Regions from separate parts of the Mus musculus genome. Here all the other regions are linked to region 1. Evidence: chromatin contacts called from public Hi-C and HiChIP or PLAC-seq data. All regions are on one chromosome and are shown on one strand. Each heading gives the region's core, a stretch centred on a gene start, on an enhancer-like site or on the middle of the called end of the contact. The rest is flanking DNA. Distances are from core to core; before and after follow the strand shown. Region 1 holds the start of Btg3 (BTG anti-proliferation factor 3). Region 2 has its middle 24 kb from the start of Gm31613. Region 3 has its middle 4.1 kb from the start of Gm24861. Region 4 has its middle 5.3 kb from the start of Gm31613.

Region 1 (5,036 bases), core at 338-2,837:
ACGGAAAACACCCAAACGTTCCTCTTGGATGCTTAGAATGCCTAATACACCCTCTACTGCTATGGTCAGCCGGTAGATAGAATCCTCACACACCAGTGGTGGGCACATAGAACTTCAGTCTACTACAACTGCTGTGCCACCTCCCTCCTCCTGCAGTGTGAGGCCTCTTCCGCTCTCCGAAGCTTCCTTTATACTTCATGTATAGCACCTTGTGATGGACCAGCAAAACCCACTGAAACTGAATACACAACTTGGGCGAGGATGTCGCAGATGGAGCCGCATACGCTCCACTCCAAACAAGATAGAAGACTCACACTAGAGAAATGTAATGATTCCTAGACCCCTCTCATTCACCAACTGGGCCAGTACGTGCTACCTAACAGTTTGGGGGATTTGCTTTTTGTTTCCTCAACTTCATATTAAAAAAAATAAATAAATAAAATAAAATTAAGGAAGGAAAGAACCACTTAGCGGTTGCTTTTTGGTTTGTAACAGAAGATGAGTCATACGGACTTATTTATTTTTCTGTTTGAAGGAATGGAATAGCTTAAGAATTAACCCCCTCTTATCAGTGTTCCAGAAGTACCAAAGGCACAGAGAAAGGTCTAAACCTCGGGGGAGGGTGTGTGGGGGGTGTGAATACCACCGGGGACCGGGGGTGGGGGATTAGACCTTAGGCGCCTAGTGCCACCCACACTGTCCCCCAAAGCTCCCATTTTAAACACCGCTTGGTGACGTCACCCCAGGACGTCGTCACCGCGGCGGCTGCTCCTCAAGTTCTACTTTGTTCCACGAGCTCGGCCTTCTAGGAGTTTCTAACTTTGCAGTCTCCCCACCCCCCACCCCCCCCAACCCCTCCCCAGTAACGAAAAAGCCACTCGCAGTTTCTAGAAACCACAACTTCTCCAGGTGGACGCTGCCGAGGTGGAGGGGACGGCAAGCGTGGTCGCGCCGAGAGGCCCTGACCGCCCCGGGCGGCTTTGGCCAGCGGGATCCAGATGCAGCCGGATCGGGCTCCCCTCCCAGCCCGGCGCGGGTGGAGAGAGCCCCCCACGCGCTCCGAGTGGACGGCCTGCGCGCCGCGTCTAACCTGTGCAAACAAACCGGCTTGCCCCTGCCCGCCCGCTGTCGCCTCCCCGGGGGCGGCAGGCGACGTGGCACGCGCCGGAGGAGGCGTCCCAACCCCACCGAGGACCCGCCGCCGCTCCCCTCCGCGCCGCGCATCCCTCGGCCGCTCCGCTTTCGACGTGGCGGCGGGCGCGTCCCAACCTCCCTCCGCCGCGATGCCCGGGGGTCCCCGCCGCGTCCCCTTATGCCAGGCCTGCCCTCCTCACTGCCACCGCGTCCCCGACTCCGACCCCCGGCGGGCTCTCCTCACCGCCGCCGCCGCCGCTCCGGGGGCTGCACCCTCGCCGGGTGCGACCGCGTCCCGTGGCCGGGGAGCCGAGCGCGAGCGCCGCTGCTGCGTCGTCGGGCCGCCGCCGCCGCCGCTGAGCGCGCGCCGACCAGACTGGCGGGCGGCGGAGCGCGCGGCCGACAGGGCGAACGCAGTCCCGACGCGGCCCACGGGGGGCTCGAGGCCCGGAAGAAGGGAGGGGCGATGACTAGGAGAGGCCCGGCGCCGCGAAGAACCAATCCGCGCGCCCTGGGGGCGGGGCTTCCCTCGGGCCCGCCCCCCTCCACCGGTGCGCGTGGCCGGCTCCTGCCTCCGGCCGCGCGCAGAGCCTGGGCTCCGACGGCCGTGCTGGCACGAGGTCGCAGTGCCTCCTGCGCGAGCCCCGAGGGCCTTGCCTCCCTCAGTGGGGTGGGCAGGACGCTTCCTCTTGGCTCTTCGGCCACTCCTCCCCACGCGGGGCTCTCTCCCTTGGATCCGCCCGCCTCTCTGCTGCCTGAGGGCAAGTTCAATCCGGATTCTGCTTTGATGGGCTCTCCCCCTCCTACCCACCTCTGCACGAAGCGGCTGCGGAGGGGAGCTTGGCACTGAGGGCTTGCCAAGTCCCTCCGGTCGTGAGGTCACTAGCTGCCTCCCTGTACGTGAGATGGCTTGGGTAAAACTCTTACCTGGACACTTGGCTGGCAGAGCTCGTGCCTCCATGTGACCGTGGCAGCCTCCTGTTGAGTACGGGGTGTCTCTGCCAGCACTGATGGCCCAATGGATGAGTGGAGTGGCCAGGCTTTGTATTTCTCAGATACTTCTAACTCAAGGACTTGGGGGGGAGGGGTAGCTTTTAAGCCTTGACTAAACACATAAGAAGAGGGAAGATAAACTTTCCGAAGAAAGGCCCATCTTTCCGTCCCTTAGGCTGAACTGGCAGCTAGGTGTTAGTGTTGTGAAAGCAGCTGATAAGTCAGACAGGCCGGAAAAACACAAGACACTCATTAAAAGAGAATTTAAAAATGCAGATTACCATTGTTTTTTTTTTCATTACTTATTTTCTTCATTTACATTTCCAATGCTACCCCATAAGTCCCCCAAACCCTCCCTCCCCCCACTCCCACTTCTTGGCCCTGGTGTTCCCCTGTACAGAGGCATATAAAGTTTGCAAGACTCTTTCTCTTTCCAGTGATGGCCGACTAGGTCATCTTCTGCTACATATGCAGCTAGAGACCAGCTGAGGGGTGGGGGGTGGGGGGCTCCTGGTTAGTTCATATTGTTCCACCTATAGGGTTGCAGATCCCTTTAGCTCCTTGGGTACTTTCTCTAGCTCCTCCATTGGGAGCCCTGTGATCCATCCAATAGCTGACTGTGAGCCTCCACTTCTGTGTTTGCTAGGCCGGGGCATAGCCTCGCAAGAGACAGCTATATCAGGGTCCTTTCAGCAACATCTTCCTAGTGTATGCAATGGTGTCTGCGTTTGGAGGCTGATTATGGGATGGATCCCCGGGTATGGCAGTCTCTAGATGGTCCATCCTTTCGTCTCAGCTCCAAACTTTGTCTCTGTAACTCCTTCCATGGGTGTTTTGGTCCCAATTCTAAGAAAGAGCAAAGTGTCCACACTTTCGTCTTCGTTCTTCTTGAGTTTCATGTGTTTTGCAAATTGTATCTTGTATCTTGGGTATTCTAAGTTTCTGGGCTAATATCCACTTATCAGTGAGTACATATCATGTGAGTTCTTTTGTGATTGGGTTACCTCACTCAGGATGATGCCCTCCAGGTCCATCCATTTGCCTAGGAATTTCATAAATTCATTCCAAGAACTAATTGTTAAAGCTTTATTTAGACTATGTTGGTGATTATAGCCTTGTGAGCCTCAAAAATAATAATTTTTTACCAGAAGTATAAAACCCTCAAACCATTATAAAACTAGTGTGCTATGCCTCTATTTTGTGAGAAGCACTTCTACTATTGTGAAACTAAAGCTATTTCTCAATTTAAAGGGGGTGCTGTCATATACATCCGTGGGACTATTCCCGGAGATGTGCTTTCGTTTAAAACAAATAATCACATTGACGTTGTTTTACTGCTAACAGCTCTTAACTCTACAGTTTCACAAAATAGGTAGTTACAAACATTTTTAACTGCCAGGAAATTTCAAAATCTCATGACTAATGTTCTATGTAATTTTTTTCTTTGTTTGCTTTTTTTGAGATAGGGTTTCTCTGTGTAGCCCTGGCTGTGCTGGAATTCACTCTGTAGATCAGTCTGGCTTCGAAACTCATTGAGATCTGCCTGCCTCTGCTTCTCAATGCTGGGATTAAAAGCGTGTGCTGCCACCACACTGTGATGGCTCAGTGAATTAAGATGGCTCGCATGCCCAGTTAGGATCCCTGTGATAATAATTAATCATTATTAATCTATGGTTATATATAACACTGTGGTTCAGACAACAGTACCATAGCTAAAAAAACTAAACCAAAGGTGAAAACCCCTGAAATCTCACACATTCAGTAAGACTGCACAAATCTGAAACACCTCTGCCCTCTCTCATTTACTTTGCTCCCACATTGTAACTCCTTTCACGCTTTGCAAAACTTGTCCATGGAGGCTGTCAAGATGGCTCCGTGGTTAAGAGCAATTTTCCCTTTCTGACAGGAGAGGTAGTTCTTTGGCTTCTTCAACAGGACTCACCTATTTTCCAATTCATGACAGAGTCTGAGTTCTCTCAGTGAGTTTAGCCTACAGGTACATATCATGCATGCATACATACATATAAAGAAAGAGGGGAGAGAGGAGCTTTAAGAATTGGTGTGAGTGGTTATGGCACATGGAAATCTCAAGATCTATAAGGCCATCATCATTCTGGAAGTCATCAATAATTGAAATTAGCATTTGAGTCTGAAATTTATATCTAAGATTTCTATTTTAAGGCCTTAAGGCACATTTTTATTTATTTTTTTATTAATTATTTTATTTGCATTTCACCTGTTGTCCCCCTTCCCATTCTTCCCTCCTCAAACCCCTTCCCTATTCTCCCTCCTCTTTGCCTCTAAGAGGGTGCTCCCCTGCCCACCCATCCACTCCTGGCTAACCCCTCCAGCATCCCTCTTAGATGGGGCAACAAACCTCTACAGGACCAAGGGCCTCTCCTCCCATCGATGCCCGATAAGGCCATCCTCTGTTGCATATACAGCTGGAGCCATGAGTCCCTCTGTGTGTATTCTTTGGTTAGTGGTTTAGTTCCTGGGAGCTCGGGGGGGGGGGGGGGGTGGGGGGGCTGCTTGGTTGACACTGTTGTTCTTCCTATGGGGTTGCAGTCCCCTTTCAGCTCCTTTGGTTCTCCTAACTCTTCCATTGGGGTCCCTGGGCTCATTACAGTGGTCGGCTGTGAGGATCTACATATGTCTTAGTCGGATGCTAGTAGAATCTATCAGGAAACAGGCTCCTGTATGCAAGCACTTTTTGACATTAGCAATAGTGATGGAGTTTGGTGTCTGTGGATGGAATGGATTCTAAGGTGGGGCGGTCTCTGGAGGCCTTTCCTTTGGTCTCTGCTCCATTTTTTGTCCCTGGGTTTCCTTTAGACAGGAACAATTATGGGTTAAAAGTTTTGAGATGGGTGGGTGGCCCCATCCCTTCACTGGAGCCATGTCTATCT
Region 2 (5,228 bases), core at 1,888-4,387, 180 kb before region 1:
AAGAATGCAAGTGATAGAAAACTTCCTTCAATGGTTAAGCTTTTAGTATCAAAGCTGTCCTGAACAGAACTACTTCTCATGACCCCTCCTTCGTACTTAGGAATTATAACTCAGGACCATTTTAAATAATAGCAACACATGCATAACTTTCTTTTTGTATTTTAAAATCCACTTAGCTTTCCTTATAGGTAACGTTAACAGTCCATATTTTAAGGCTTCTCTTTTAACAATTAAGTCCAAAAATAAAATAAAATAAAAAAACGGTAATCATTACCATTTTTTCAGGCTTTCATGGGTAGAGTGCGTTCCCTGTAGACATAAGGACCAGAGTTCAGGTACCTGGGACTCACAGAAAAGCTAGGCAGATGAAGCAGCCACCTGTAGTCCCGGAACTTGGGTAATAGAGAGAGGCAGGCATCCCCAGGTCAGCCAGGATTAACCAGTTCTGGGTTAAGTGAGAGACTCTGGCTCAAAAAAAGTGAACAGTGATCAAGGAAGCTACCTGAGGTGAACTTTGGGCCTTCACAAGCATGAAGATACTTGTGCACCCACGCGCAGGATGATGCTTTCACGCACATGTGCAGACACATTCTTCCCACTCTTGGCATCCTGTATTTGTCTCCTGATATACATAGGAGAAACAAGTGCGACTGGGGCCAGAAACGCAAATCCATCCTCATTTCAGCATGTGCTGGCATCTAGAAATTTATAGAGCTAAACTACTATTCAAAACGGACTCTGGTTCTAGAATTCCACGCTGTCTATAAGGCTCTATACACTACACTTACTCATCAGAATGAAAACTAATTGTTTTGAGTGAACAATGAAGGCGAGATAAGTTTGCAGTTTTAGAATCGCGCTTTCCTTACCTCCATTGTCTACTGACTCTACTCACCCTTTTCTATGTGAAGAGCCTGAATTATTAGTCCATGGAGAGAGGAAGCAGTTTTGAACACCAGGTGAGCAAACCCTTGAAAAAATCTTCCTGGCTAGAAGGAAAGAAGGAAGGAAGGAAGGAAGGAAGGAAGGAAGGAAGGAAGGAAGGAAGGAAGGAAGGAAGGAAGGAAGGAAGGAGAGAGAGTGGGTGAGGGAAAGAGAAAGTGAGGGTTGGAGCGAGAGAGGGAGAGAGAAAAAGAGAAGACTGTGACGCATTGTGTTGGTGTCCCCATCCTCAGAGACAATACAGAGAAGTCTCTCAGTCTTGCAGTGCAAACAGTAATTAGCAGATTCACAAAGCCTGATTATTATCCTTTTTGTTGCAGCATTTTCTGTTTAGTCCAAACAACAGTTTACTAAAGCCTTTGCTTATCCAGACTAGGGGATGTCAGGACAGCCACAGGCTTTAGCAATCCCCTCACCGGCTTCGCTTGCATCCTCTGCCTGCCCCGGTGGCCCCGGAAGTGGAGGAAGGACTCTGCCCATCCCACACTGCTCCTGGTCTGCATCCCACACCTGCCTCAGAGTCATGACTGCTTATCTCTCTAATTCCTTGCCTGCCTCTTCTCACACCAACAAGGGGTCTTGGATTAAAGCACAAAGTGTTTTGTTTTCTTTTGTTTTGTTTTATTGTTTTGTTTTGGAAGACGCTGTACTTCGATTTATAACATGAAGGGTCCCTTGTGCTGCGATTCAGTTATTTCTTGCGTCATTCTTATGTGACCTGCTTTGAAAAAAAAAAAAAAAAAAAAAAAAAAAAAAAAAAAAAAAAAAACTCCACACATTGTGTTTCCCTAATGCCTTGACCTGAAAAGGGTTTTTCTTCTATAAAACAAGACTATCCAATGTTGCTGAATTAGCTTTTAGAAAACACTGAGTTATTGTGTCCAGCAAACTACAAATCCAGAGCCATCGGTAAGTTTACTTAAAGAATGACAGATCCCATTTAAATACTGTCTCAAAAAAGTTTATAAGCCTTCTCTTGCAGTTGGACGGTTACTTCAACAACGGCCACCAGGGGGTGCTTTGCGTCTTCTATTTTCAATAAACAGCCTGCTGTAGTTAACGGCACCGCACATACAGAGTGACTTAGAACACCTATAACCTGTCCTTTCCACTCTTTGTGTAGGCAAATTAACATGTTCTCATTTTTTATATTAGCCCTCATGTATCTTAAATCAATAAGGGGAAAAAAACTCCCTTCCTGTTTAATTAATACTCACCTATTTATACTCAAATAATCACTTTCTTGGAAATTTTAATTCTGAATGGAACTTTTTTTCTGTTTTCATATTCCCACTGACATGAGAAATGCATGTGTCAAGTATTAAAAGTAATAAATTTTTCAAATCCAAAACAGTCATTCTATATGCCTAAAAGCTTTTAAAGTAAAGCCATGTTTAGTATGCTTACATATGGTTCCCAAACTTTGTACAGGACACACTTATTACACAGCGCACTGTCTTGGACTCTCACACCATAGTCCTGCTTGATTCCCAAGCACCCAAAGTTCTATTTGCTAAGAACTCTTACTTTGAATAATGTAAAGTGTATTTAAGTTCAGACCATCCAATACCTCTTTATATACATAAATGGGGAAATAATTTATCTTTCATTATATCTTACTGGCTCTGTTAATTCTACTTACAAATTGTATTATATGACAGTGTTTGTATGGGATCTGGAAGGATTTCAGCTGAATAGCTTGGATCTCTGATGTGGGTACAGTTACGATTGACTGAGGACATAGATAAGATTTCCCGGAGACTGAGGCAGGCTTCGAAAGATAACTCAGTCCCATGGTGCCTCAGCTCCCTACTTGATGTATGGTTAGATTGGATCACTTTCTCACCACGTGGACTTCTCTAGAAAAGGACTTGCAGGTCCTTAGTTGTAACAGCTCCCAGAGATGAAAGAAAATGGCTCTATGGCTTTCTAGGACTTACCCTTGAAAGTAGCGGCCCCACCCCCACTCCCCAACACTTCTGTCAGATTACATTCCTAAAGTGCTGGTCAGTTGGTTAAGCCCACACCCAAGGAAATGGTTAGACTCTATTTCTAAAGGAAAGATTGTCAAAGAACAGTTGATCGTTTAAAAACCATCACAGTACCAGTCAGGCACCTGTCAAACATCAGAATGAGATTAGCACCGCTGTCATCATTTCCTGACTCTCGGATGTTTTCGTGTGGGCTCTGCTTTCGACCACAACAACCACTGAAAACTTCGCCTCACAGATGTATGTCTTCGGAGAACCCAATGAGGTGCAATTTGCAACCTCCCCTGAACGCGCAGTACCCGTGACGGCCAAGAGATGTCGCTGTTCTCTCTCAAAAAAAAGCCACGTTGCCCACTGAGCTCCCAAAATAACGCCTATGAAACTACTAAGCCATTTGGAAATTGACGTGATCGCCTTTTGCTCAAAGACAAAAAATGAAGGTTGAAAGTTAATGCAGCATTCTGAGGGGGCTACTGGGAATAGAAGGGTGGGGCGGGGCGGAAAGGAACGTAAAGACGATCAACACAAAGTGGGCTGTGAAAACACAGTAATCTGTTACTTGCGGGCTGAGTTTAATGCTACTAATAAGGATTATATTCTCATGAAATTTCGCAGTTACCTAAAATTCTGTTAGATTTTTCTTTTTTCTCTTCCAAAACTGAGAACCCTATGCCAAATCAGGCTTCCGGTTTTTGTAGTAATTTTAAGAACACTCAGTGGCAAATTAAAGTAGTGTTGAGACAGACAGACGTTGAGAGAGAGACAGAGCGAGAGAGCGAGTACCTTCAGCTGGTACTTATCACGAAGCCTGATCTGAATTCAATCCGGGGACACATGACAGGAAGAGAGACTCACACCCCACACCCCACACCCCACACCCCACACCCCATGCACACGAGCACACACAGGTGCGTGTACAGATGCACACATGGAGGCCAGAAGTTGATGGCCAGCGTCTTCCTTGATTGTTTTCCACCTTCTATAAGGAGGCAGAGTTTCTCACTTGAGCCCAGAGTTTGGTGACTGAAGTAATCTACCTAGCTAGCCAGCTTGCTCATTGACACACAAACACCCATGCAGAAGTAAATCAATCAATAAATTAAAAAAATGTAAGAAAGAAATGCGTAGATGATGGATGGGTAGATGGATGGATGGATGGATGGATGGATGGATGGATGGATGGAGAGAGATATAATAGATAGATAGTAGATAGTTGATTAGGAAAATTATAAATGAGGAGGCTGTTTCTATCTGTGGAAACAGAGGAGCCTTCTACCCCTGTCTGCTTTACTTCCTTTTCCTCCAGGGTATCAATATCAACTCTACGCTAGCCTCAAATCCAGAATCTTTCTGCTTCCAAAGTGCTGAGCCCAGCATCAATGTCAACCCCAAAACAGCTGAATATGGAGGAAAAGCCATTCAAGGAGGGGGAAAAAAATAAATCAGTTTAAAACTTTAGCTTTAAAAATTCAGGTGTGAGACTCTGAGTTTGGCCCCTGACTGTGCAAAAAGCTCAAAAGATAAAAATGAAAAGAATCACCAACCAACAAAATTGTGCCTCACTTAATCTTTTTCATAACTTCTCTTTTTCTTTTCTAGCATAAGGCGTTTTAGTGCGGGCTTCGAGCCTCCACCAAATGATCACATGGCCGTTACTTCCTTACTCAGAGAAAGTTAATCTTTAGTAAGAAGGGCAAATATTTGCGGCAGATAAAATGAAACACGTTTCTTTTTGTACTTGCCTGGAACTAATTTCAGTAAGAAAAATTATTTTAAGTTATAAGCTCACAAACACGAAAGGAACAGAGGAAGTGGTTAAAGATTACTGTCCACAAAATACCAAAACAATACCAAATTCTTGGTACTGTGAAAATAATAAGAAGCCAGTGGTAAAGTGACTCAGATGTCGGCATTCTGTGCTCTCCTAACAGCTTGGAACAGACAAACCCAACTAGAAACATATGCACTCACGTCACAGAAGATATGAGGGAGGGGCCAGATTCGTGTCACCAGAGAATGTGGGGGCTCCAAACAAACTGGGTCACTTTACTAAAACCTTCATTAGTAGGCTTTCTGTCCCTCCCCATAATCCACACTGGCAGGTAGCTTCATGTACAGAAGAAAGCGTGGGCTTCCTGCTGATTCTAGACGTAGATGTTCAATGAGTCTACATGCAAAAGAGCAAGCTCTCTAGCACCCTGAGGACACTGATGGCTTCTGCCCTGTCATGTGACACTATAGAGACGACTGGGAAGCTCCAGTGTGTGTGCGCGCGCGTGTGTGTATGTGTGTGTG
Region 3 (4,819 bases), core at 85-2,584, 240 kb after region 1:
TGCTGCTGTTTCGAAGACGCAGGATCTCCATGACTCGGGATAGCTGGGAGGAGTCCTGGTGAGGATCCAATATTGATGGTGTCACAGAAGTCACACAAGCCAGAGATCTTGAATCAGACCCATGACTCATTCCAATGAACATAAACATTTGCAAGTGAAGATGTCTGGACAGAGGGATATACAGCGGGGCGCACGCTGACATACTACAGCTTCCATGATGAGCTGTTTCCTATGCTTTTGGTTTTTGGTTGGTTGTTGTGTTTTATTTGTGGTGGAGATTGCAAGGGTGAAGGGCAGATATGAGGGGATCGGGAAATAAGTGGGACTGGGGTGCATGGTGAGAAACTCACAAAGAATCAATAAAAAGTTAAAAAAAACATTAAGTAGAATTATAAATGTATAAAATGACGGCTCTTAAAAGCACACATTAATCTCAATTGAACACATTGCAAGTGTGTGAACATACATTTAATAGAGAAGACAATGAACTAAAATAGTTGATTACCAGCCTCAAGTGCCTCCTTATAAATTTTTAGAAACAAAAAGCTGCTCTAGACCTTGAAATTGGATGGAGTAAAAAGATTTTCTTTCTTTCTTTCTTTCTTTCTTTCTTTCTTTCTTTCTTTCTTTTCTTTTTTTTTCATTTTAGTAACAAATATTTGCAGCCATCTGGTCTCTATTTTCTAGACTGAGGACAAAAAACAATTTCACAAATTTATCTTTGAAATGCCACTTCTTAATATTCGTGGCTGAATAGTACTTTTTCTTATTACATTGAATACACTTAAATTTGCTGTCAAATAGAATTATAACATATTCACAATATTTTATTTTTATAGACATAGTGTTTGAAGATTAGATTATTTTGTTACTCTAAAATAAGAGAAAAGCGAATTATGTTAACTCTTCAGTGACCATAACTCACCATCTGTGAACAATGATCAGTTTACATCAGGATGAACTCTTATTCAGCTTCTGAAACCCAATATAGTTTCCGTTTTCAAGAAACAAATTCTTAACTTCTTACTAGTCCTTTACTGTGTAACAGTTTTCTCTGAATTGGAACATTCCCTGCAGGAAGGAAGGAAGGAGAGCCCCCACCCCGCCCCAGGGCTCATGAAGCTTAGACTACACAGATTTGACAAACCTGAAATGTATGAGAGATAAGAGAGGGCCCTTCCCTAAGATTACGCTAGCCAACTACAGCTGGAGGAGGAGACTCTGCCCCGCTGGGCCAGAGAGGGATTCCTGAACTTGACTACAGATAATTCAGAGTTCCTGGGTTGCTGCTTCTGTGAGTCATCACCTACGTTGGGCGGGGCTTTGATGATGTGACACAGCCTGGTTCTGAGTCATCACTGCTTCTGTAGTAACCCTTCAGGTATGGCCCTGTTAGCCCAGTAAGTCACTGCTTCAGCAAGAGGGACTTTGGTGCAAATGTTACTTTGTTTTTTGTTGTTTCCGTTTTGGGGTTGAGTAGACCAGTGTATAGTGTCTCAGGAGACATCTTATACAATACCTTTACCAACCACATTGAACCTATACCTATTTCTATTTATTGTTTATATATATGATGAAATCAAGGAAGTTTTGAACTGTATTTCACTTCTGTATTTTGAAGCTAAGTTCACACAATAATACCAATCTTCACAGAGCACGCCAGTGTTCTTGTTTGCTGTGACTGGAAGCCTAGCTCTATGAACTCCAGTTCTGTTGCTGCAGAGAGTATGTACGTATCGGGGACAGACAAAAGGTTACAGATCACTCAGCCTCTTCTGGCTTCATGACACTTTCTTTACACATCCTTTAGCTATAGTGACTTGTCTTTATGATAAGAACAGGACAGAAACTGGTCAAGACGGGAAAGGACCCTGTATTGGTCCCGGTTCTCCAGAGGGACAGAAATGATAAAATTAGTCTTTCCCTCCATAAAGAATGGAAACATATTAGAGTGACTTACAGGCTGTGGTCCAGCTAATCCAACAGTGGCTGTCTCCCAGTGGATGTCCAGCAACCTAGTAGTTGTTCTGTTCACAGGGCTGGGTACTTCAGTTGCTCTTCAGTAGATGTCAGAATCCTGAAGAAAGAGGCTCTAATGTCAGTGAAGGAAGGGACTGGCCAGAGTGATGAGGGCAAGCAGGCAAAGAGCAAAAGCTTTCTTCTATGTTCTCTATACAAGCCACAACCGGAAGGTGTGGCCCAGTTTAAAGATGTATCATCCATCCCTCCTCAAAAGATTTGAATAAAAGTAGGTCTGCCACTGTAGGTGATTTAATTACAATTAAATTGCAATCGCAAGAAAACTCTTCCACAGTTGTACCCGATGGCTTGGGTTTTTAGTTATTTCCAGATGGAGTCAAGTTGACAATCAGGAACAGCCACCGCAGGCCCCACAGCTGGAGTTCCTGGAATGACCTTGCTGGAGATCAGGGACTACAGAGAGCAGTTCTGGCTCCTGTCTGCCATCGTCACCTAAGGGGATCTTCTGCCTGGAGGCCATAGTGACTAAGTGACTGAAACAGAGAGGGTGCACTTAGACAATTCATGGTTGAGCAACTGGACTGACCAAATCTTTCCTCATCTCAAGTCTTATCTGACATTCTTCCAGAAGTCCTGAGAGAGAGAGAGAGAGAGAGAGAGAGAGAGAGAGAGCCAGACCCACAGTTTCATGCCTCATCATACTCTTTTTCCTAGGAAATCCTCTTGCTATACAGAGCCAGAATCGAATCACATCTCTCACCTCTCCCTCTCTGCTACATCCACTCTAGCAGTGACAGTCGTGACAGGCCCCCCAAACCTGGGCGCTGTCCTGAGGAGAAAAGTTCACGGAAACTTAGTCTCCTGAAACTGTGGCATCCGGTATAACGAATGCTCCAGTGTCCTTGCTTTAGTGGTAAATAGACCTGTGTGCTTTCTCTTAATATTGCTTTATTATAGGTGCTCCTAAGGATTGATTTTTTTTTGACATATAGCTAAGTTACACTCTAGGCAGTCTTTGATCCGACCCTGGGCATGGATAGCTAAGTCACTGCCCTACACAGAAATTTACCATTATCTAGGAAGAAGGAAGTTTGTGACCTAAGGAGGAACCTTAGTAATAAATAAATCTTAAAAAAAGGAAATCTTTCAATGATGGATTTAAAGTACCCCAATTTGTCATTTGTAGAATCATAGACTTTTTATATTGCTTATTATCATATTATGTTGTTATTTTATTATATGATATATTATAAATATTATATGTATCATTAGTTATTCTTATTTCTAACTTAATGTTTAACCTGTTATTAGACTTACCACTGGCAGTTGTTATTTAATTCATTAAAAATAAATGTAGGGGCTGATGATGTAGCTCAGTGGAAGGGTACATGTTTAGCATGTATTGGGTCTTGAGTTCAATAGTCATCACTTTTAATGTGCAGGAAAGTTAGAGGGACATAGGCAGACAAGGAAGGCGAAAGCAGACTCTTTGAGATAGTCGCTTCTTGTGCTAGGGAAATTTGTGAGGTGAACTGGTGGGAAGACATAGGGGTGTGGCTAAACAACACCATTGGGAAGATGGAGAGGACCCAGGGGCCCTATAAAGACCCAAACCAGCTTTCCTTTAGAGTGTTTCCAGCTTTCAACCTTTCTCATTCCCAAGGGACAAAGCTGTTACTTTCCCTCTCTCCAAGGCTTGGTCTTCTGTCTTTTCTGGACATTCAAATTGCCATTCATCCTTTTCCAGATGTTCAGTTCTTTGTCCATGCCAGGGAACAGGCTTGGTGAACCCCCAGATGGCCATCCACACCCCCATTACACTTTCCTTAGTAATCTGGATGACAAAAGGAGAGGCTCTGTTATGGCAATCTTAATTACTTTTATCAACCATTAGATCACAATCACACACTACAAATGTCTGTATCTATGTATCTCTATGTGGATGGGGGCTACAGAATGGATACAAATGGGTAAAGAGGTTGCAGCAGAGTTGTAACAAGTTTTAGAAGTGAACTGATACAAATACAAGTGGAGTCTGTGTCAGAAATATAATAAACCTGAATAGGCTACAGGGAAGAATTGCTACTGTAGCTTCAGTCTGCTAAGACTCAAGGGTTTGAAGGTGGAACTGTACAGCAGAGTCCAACTGCAGAATTGGAAGAGAAGGCTCTTGTCCAGATGAAGGAATGTGAAGATGGATGGGTAACAGATTCAAGTGGGCAGATGACAGTTGTATACAGCTTTGAAACAGTGGGAATCTAGCTGAGCTGAAGCCCCAAGGACAATTGGAAGTTTTCTGTGTGCTGGTTACTTACACATATGCTAGGTGTCAGATGAAGGGTCCACAGGGGCCATTGCTGGGACAGTGCAAGGTGTCTGTCATTGTACAGCATCCAAGTGAGAGAGTAACACCATTTTCTTGGACTAATGTATCTAATGAATTCTTGGGCTTGGTTTTCTTGATACAACTTAAATCTGCCCCTTTGCCCCTACATACTCAATTCACCCTGATAAACTTATAAGGTCCTACCCTGTCTACAACCAGGAATAATATGTCATTTATCAGTCTCTGCTGCATGGTGTTCACCCAAGTTCCCAGTCGTCCTCCTTGGTGAAAACAGAGTCAACAGTTGCTTGCACAATGGATTTGGAGCAAGGCACAGTCTGAAAGTCACTGTTTCACACAGTACAGACTAGCTTAGAGAAGGACATATGCTGACCTATGAGCCTGACCTCAGCAGCAGACGGTGATGGTGTTCTAGTTGATGTTAACACAATCCGGCAAGCCTGATAAGAACAGGTCTCATCCAATCAGATGAACTCCCACGTCAAACAAAGA
Region 4 (5,221 bases), core at 1,238-3,737, 160 kb before region 1:
AGTTTATTTCCATCAAAATAGAAAGCAGGAATCCCATAGAATAAATTATACATTGAAAGGTGTTTCTCTCAAAGGAAAGAAGTCTATCCAGCAAACACAGATACTGTTTAGTTTTCAGATACCAGAATTAAGACAAGGAAAAAGCCTTACTTGACATCCTTGCGCTATCTCGGGAAGAGATAAATACAGAAAGCCACGGTACAAAACAAGGTGAACCGTATCTGAAAAGGGGCAGCCGGGAAGAGGCACAGGAGCAGAGAGCAATAACGAAGCTGGGGCTGGAGCTGTTGGAAGAGATCCCTGATGTCCCAGAAGAAAAGCAGGCGCCACGTGATGGAAAAATGGGGGAAGCAATTGTTGGTAGGATCAAAAGGACCTTTGGAAGCATGGAGTTACAAAGACCCAATCGTGGGAATCAAGAAGGCCTTTGGAATGTGGACAGTGAGGCTGGTATGGTTAGCTGTGCCTGCTTCTGAACTTCTCAAGGTCCTGGGAGATCGTTATATGTGGGAGGTGCCAGTCATTTTTAAGCAGGATCGTGAAAGCCTTATATTTATATTGCTACTGGCTGTTCTGCCTGTCCATTTATATTACCACCTGTCCACTGTCTCTGCCTGCCACAAAAGTTTGTAAGGACTTCGAATTCCTACCACTTTCCACTCTCTTGTCTTGTGGTACCCAAGGGTGGAACCCGAGGCCACGGACATGCTAGGCAACCACTCTACAACCAACTATGATCTTAGCCCTTGGAACTTCAAACTTGTAGACTTGAGCACAACACTTGGTTTCTGTTTCCAAGGGGTGGGGCAAAGAGGTTAATTCTGTTGCAAAAAGACATTTAGGATGTATGGCTAAGAGAGAATCTGTGTCGTCTTAGAAGAAACAATTAAAGATGTCCTCGAGACTGAGCAAAAAATCGGTAACATTGTTGCAGTTTTATAAGACAAAATGAAATATGCTCTTATGGCTCTTAGCTCTATTTGAGGTCCAGGGGTTCTATCCTTTGCAAGGTGGGAACTGACTAGTGTATTCATCAGTATCAAAGGAAACTTGACTCCTTAAAAGAAAGGCAAAACTTTATTTACTAGAAACAGGAAGATTTGGTTGATACTCATTCATCACCTATGGTATTAAGAGCAGGAGCCCGGGACACTTTGTAGTCACAAATGAATGTAACTGGGGAAGTTACAGAGCCCTGATATTCACTCTTACTTTCTCTTATTGAGACATAAGGGTATAATATGTGCCGAGGTGGTTTCAGCTTAAGAGCTGGACATGGCTCATCTAAAGTAAGAGCTATGTGTGTATATTGTCTGTTTGTTTGTTGGCTTGCTTGCTTATTTATTTATTTTACCAGTGATTAGAGCATTGTTCAATCATTACTCAATGGCTGTGAGATACAAGGAAAGGTTTCTTGGGGACATTTTGGGGAATTCTCCTTTTGAAAGTGCTAGATTTGAAGCCACTCTATGTCTTGTGACATATGAACAGAGAACAAAGTTCTGGCCCCTCTGCGAAGTTGTCTTAAGATTCCAAAGTCAAGTTAATTCGAAGCCCCGGGCTGGGTTATAAAGGCAAAAACAACTAAGATCTGGTGTAATAACACAATTCAGTGTTGAGTCTGTCTCACTCCAGGCATTCACCTGACTTCTAGACGCCCCGTTGTGATAATAAAAACATCTCTTTAACACACACTGGTTATTTTGTGATATGTGTGTGTGTGTCACACAAGCCTCCTTTTTGACTCATTCTATGTCACTCTCTACAATTCCTCCCATATCCTCTTGATCCCAAGATCAGTGTTTTCTATTCACATAGGAAATTGACATATACCGTACACAGTGTCTTCTATTCAAATTCTACCATTCACCAGGGTGGTCAGAAAACCATACTTGACATGCTTATGTCAGATTCAGTGAAGTCTATCCCGAAAGAAAGAAAGAAAGAAAGAAAGAAAGAAAGAAAGAAAGAAAGAAAGAAAGAAAGAAAGAAAGAAAGAAAGAAAGGAAGGAAGAAAGATTGATTAATTTATGTGAGTACTCTGTAGCTGTCTTCAGACACTCCAGAAGAGGGAGTCAGATCTCATTACAGATGGTTGTGAGCCACCGAGTGATTGAGGGGATTTGAACTCAGAAGCTGCAGAAGAGCAGCCAGTGCTCTTAAGAGCTGAGCCACCTCTCCAGCTCCAGTGAAGTCTATCCTAAAGACCTTTAAATTTGCTCATACCACTCACTTCCAAATCACTCTCCCATAAACCCCACCTCTCCATTTTCCTAACCACCAAGTCCTATCCCGACACATCTGCCAAGTGTTAACTCCCTTCCTGAGGGAAGCTGGTTGCATCGCTTCTCGTGCCTTGCTCTTGGGTTCCTTTCTGGTTTCACATTAGTTCAGTTACTTCCCATTTTCTTTCTTTCCTGAACTTGAAAGAGGTCGTGCTTTGCCCTCTTATAACCCCGCCTGTGCTCAAAGCAGACCCTTCCTCTTCCTCTGCCCTTCTACTCTCTCAGTTTCTAGCTTTGTGCAGTCGGTACAGCAGGGAGGGGTTTGCTGGAGGAAACGCACGTAAGTAATTAAACAGAGTCTGATAAGCTTGCTTGCAGCTCATTTGGACTTAAGTGCTTAGCTCTCTCTCTCTCTCCCTCTCCCTCTCCCTCTCTCTCTCCCTCTCCCTCTCCCTCTCTCTCTCTCTCTCTCTCTCTCTCTCTCTCTCTCTCTCCCTCTCTCTCTCTCTGTGTGTGTGTGTGTGTGTGTGTGTGTGTGTGTGTGTGTGTGTGTGTGTGTGTACATGCCCAGACACACACGTGAAAGTCAGAGGACAATCTTCTCGGGTCTGAACTCAGGCTATTAGACTTGGTGTCGAGTGCTTTTACACACTGAGCAATCTCAATGGACTTTCCCATCTCTCTCAATTTTTTGCATTTTGCTTCTGTGTCAGAGAAGCATAGCACAGAAATACCTTTCCCCTTCTCCCCCTGATCTTAATGATCTTGTTAAATTTTTTTTTTTTTTTGCCAGCCCTCATGCTTTAACCAGTGAACAGTCATATCTTCGTGCACATCTACAGCCATAGCTTCCTCTGTTCTGTTCTCATGGAGGCTGGCATCATTTCAGTCAGTCTTGGCGCACTCGGTGGCAGCCATTTCTTGAGCTATGTCTAATCAAAACAGGGAAGCACTCACGCTCAGAGCGGGCAGCAGGGGAAGTGGCTAAGCTATGGAAGGGTTAGCTTTCAGCTGGCTTTCCTTTTCCTCTTAACTCCCTGTGACTGACTTTTCACTAGAGCTTCCTGGTGTGCAGAGCAGAGCCCCCAAAGGGGACTTTCTGCCTGGAAAGGGTAAGTCGTGTGTCACAAAACTGCCTTTGTGGTGATCAGGAGCACAAGGGAATCTCGTTAAAGGGTATTGAAAGTTTCTGGAGCTTGCAGGAAAAAAATTCTACTTTTGGGAGTCAGTGAGAGACTGAAGGAGAAATTCTAGCAAAAGGATCAGAATCAGAGCAGCTGCAGAGGATTGGTGGGGTGCCAGCACCTGGACAACTGGCTGGGGGGAGGGAGGGTCACTATAGACACTATAGTACCCACATACTGTGTGCATCCCCCCAAACACACACACACAATTTTTAAAAGTTCCTGATTAACCTGGCCTGGCTTTAACTCTAAAAGGGAAATGATATAGTTTTCATTATAACACGGGCAATCATGCTTAAAATAGCGGCACCCACTGCCTCTGAAAATGATTCCAAGAAAAATGATAATTAGCAGGATAAGCAAGCAACTGACCACTTACTTTAAAATATAGCATACCTCTGATCTAATTTCCAACTGATAACTACCATTTCTTTCACCAGATCTCGTGTGTGTGTGTGTGTGTGTGTGTGTTAAAGAAAGGGAATCCAAGGTTGAAGTGTGAACATTCTTTCTATTAAGCCACAGAATAGCCTTGACTGAAAAGATACCATGTGGTCTGCAGTAATGGTATGCACACGCTTCTTTTTTTTTTTCCATTTTTATTAGATATTTAGCTCATTTACATTTCCAATGCTATACCAAAAGTCCCCCATACCCACCCACCCCCACTTCCCTACCCATCCACTCCCCCTTTTTGGCCCTGGCGTTCCCCTGTACTGGGGCATATAAAGTTTGCGTGTCCAATGGGCCTCTCTTTCCAGTGATGGCCGACTAGGCCATCTTTTGATACATATGCAGCTAGAGTCAAGAGCTCCGGGGTATTGGTTAGTTCATAATGTTGTTCCACCTATAGGGTTGCAGATCCCTTTAGCTCCTTGGCTACTTTCTCTAGTTCCTCCATTGGGAGCCCTGTGATCCATCCATTAGCTGACTGTGAACATCCACTTCTGTGTTTGCTAGGCCCCGGCCTAGTCTCACAAGAGACAGCTATATCTGGGTCCTTTCAATAAAATCTTGCTAGTGTATGCAATGGTGTCAGCGTTTGGATGCTGATTATGGGGTGGATCCCTGGATATGCACACGCTTCTAATGCCAGCACTCTGTGAGCTCAAGGCCAGCCTGGTCTACAAAGTGAGTTCCTGAATAGCCATGGATATGCAGAGAAACCCTGTCTCATGAAAACAAAATCAAACCAAACCAAAAAGATTTCACACGCATAAATAAAGAGGCACCAAGACACCAGCACTTGAGCTACCATCCCAGCTCCCTAACGTACTTCTTTAAAGAGAATATGTATTTATTTTTATTTGAAATATATGAACATTTCCTGCCTTTACAGATACCCAAGACATGTGTGCCTGGTTACCAAATCTGACTGTAATTACAGACAGTGACGAGCATTTATGTAGGTTGGAAACAAACCCAGGTCCTCGGTAAGAGCAGCGTGTTCACTTAACCACTGAGCCTTTTCTCCAGCTCCCTAGTATACTCTCAAAAGGAGTTTCTGGAGCCAGCAAATGGCTCTGCGGGTAAAGGTACTTGCCACCCAGCCTGATGGCCTGAGTTCAATCCTATATAGTAGAAGGAGAGATCGAATCCCACATGTTGTCCATGCCATGTACTGGTGCACCATGATGCTTATATATACACTTGCAAGTACATATACACAAGTGCACACTAACTTAAATATAATAAAATAAATGTAAGGAAAAGACAACACAGTCTATATAATTTTGGCATGGTAAACACACTGAGAGCACACAGCATTGCAGAGATAATTCCCTGGTGAACATGACTGCCTACCGTACCCCC

Evidence for each region. Hi-C and Micro-C count contacts between places; a contact is called where the count stands out from the background. HiChIP or PLAC-seq counts read pairs in DNA pulled down with a chosen protein or histone mark.
Region 2: a contact with region 1 is called in a Hi-C map of natural killer cells, with 6 times the contacts expected there. The contact joins the enhancer-like site here to the promoter of Btg3 in region 1. A contact is called at or near these places in 17 of 39 promoter capture datasets (the 3T3-L1 cell line, the C10 cell line, the HPC-7 cell line and 10 more), 4 of 15 datasets of contacts at CTCF or cohesin (CD8 T cells, large pre-B cells, pro-B cells and 1 more), 36 of 484 Hi-C or Micro-C datasets (CD4 T cells, CD8 T cells, DN3 thymocytes and 26 more), 29 of 115 datasets of contacts at active chromatin or transcription factors (CD8 T cells, DN3 thymocytes, bone marrow-derived macrophages and 20 more) and 5 of 9 other capture datasets (adipose tissue, embryonic stem cells, liver and 2 more).
Region 3: a contact with region 1 is called in a Hi-C map of adipose-derived mesenchymal stem cells, with 3 times the contacts expected there. The contact joins the enhancer-like site here to the promoter of Btg3 in region 1. A contact is called at or near these places in 7 of 39 promoter capture datasets (the C10 cell line, the HPC-7 cell line, embryonic stem cells and 2 more), 11 of 484 Hi-C or Micro-C datasets (B cells, the MNK3 cell line, Th2 cells and 7 more), 5 of 115 datasets of contacts at active chromatin or transcription factors (bone marrow-derived macrophages, embryonic stem cells, large pre-B cells and 2 more) and 2 of 9 other capture datasets (adipose tissue and liver).
Region 4: a contact with region 1 is called in an H3K4me3 HiChIP or PLAC-seq map of bone marrow-derived macrophages, with 3 times the contacts expected there. The contact joins the enhancer-like site here to the promoter of Btg3 in region 1. A contact is called at or near these places in 8 of 39 promoter capture datasets (the C10 cell line, cranial neural crest, embryonic stem cells and 4 more), 24 of 484 Hi-C or Micro-C datasets (CD4 T cells, CD8 T cells, DN3 thymocytes and 19 more), 14 of 115 datasets of contacts at active chromatin or transcription factors (bone marrow-derived macrophages, embryonic hindbrain, embryonic limb bud and 8 more) and 3 of 9 other capture datasets (adipose tissue, liver and macrophages).

What each region holds. Positions count from the first base shown.
Region 1 is chr16:78,375,223-78,380,258 of GRCm38.p6, forward strand. It overlaps Btg3 (BTG anti-proliferation factor 3), which reads right to left and starts at 1,588. Exons shown (of 5, transcript NM_009770.3): 1 at 1,379-1,588.
Region 2 is chr16:78,195,719-78,200,946 of GRCm38.p6, forward strand. No RefSeq gene overlaps it. Among named protein-coding and RNA genes, the nearest start is that of Gm31613, 24 kb to the right of the region's middle. Within about 2 kb of position 3,138, at least 56 of the 459 cell types and tissues checked have an H3K27ac peak or open chromatin away from gene starts, as enhancers often do. A contact at or near this core is called in CD8 T cells, DN3 thymocytes, Th1 cells and 11 more, where this site is marked.
Region 3 is chr16:78,618,262-78,623,080 of GRCm38.p6, forward strand. No RefSeq gene overlaps it. Among named protein-coding and RNA genes, the nearest start is that of Gm24861, 4.1 kb to the right of the region's middle. Within about 2 kb of position 1,335, at least 65 of the 459 cell types and tissues checked have an H3K27ac peak or open chromatin away from gene starts, as enhancers often do. A contact at or near this core is called in the MNK3 cell line, Th2 cells, adipose-derived mesenchymal stem cells and 2 more, where this site is marked.
Region 4 is chr16:78,214,669-78,219,889 of GRCm38.p6, forward strand. No RefSeq gene overlaps it. Among named protein-coding and RNA genes, the nearest start is that of Gm31613, 5.3 kb to the right of the region's middle. Within about 2 kb of position 2,488, at least 101 of the 459 cell types and tissues checked have an H3K27ac peak or open chromatin away from gene starts, as enhancers often do. A contact at or near this core is called in Th1 cells, Th2 cells, adipose tissue and 8 more, where this site is marked.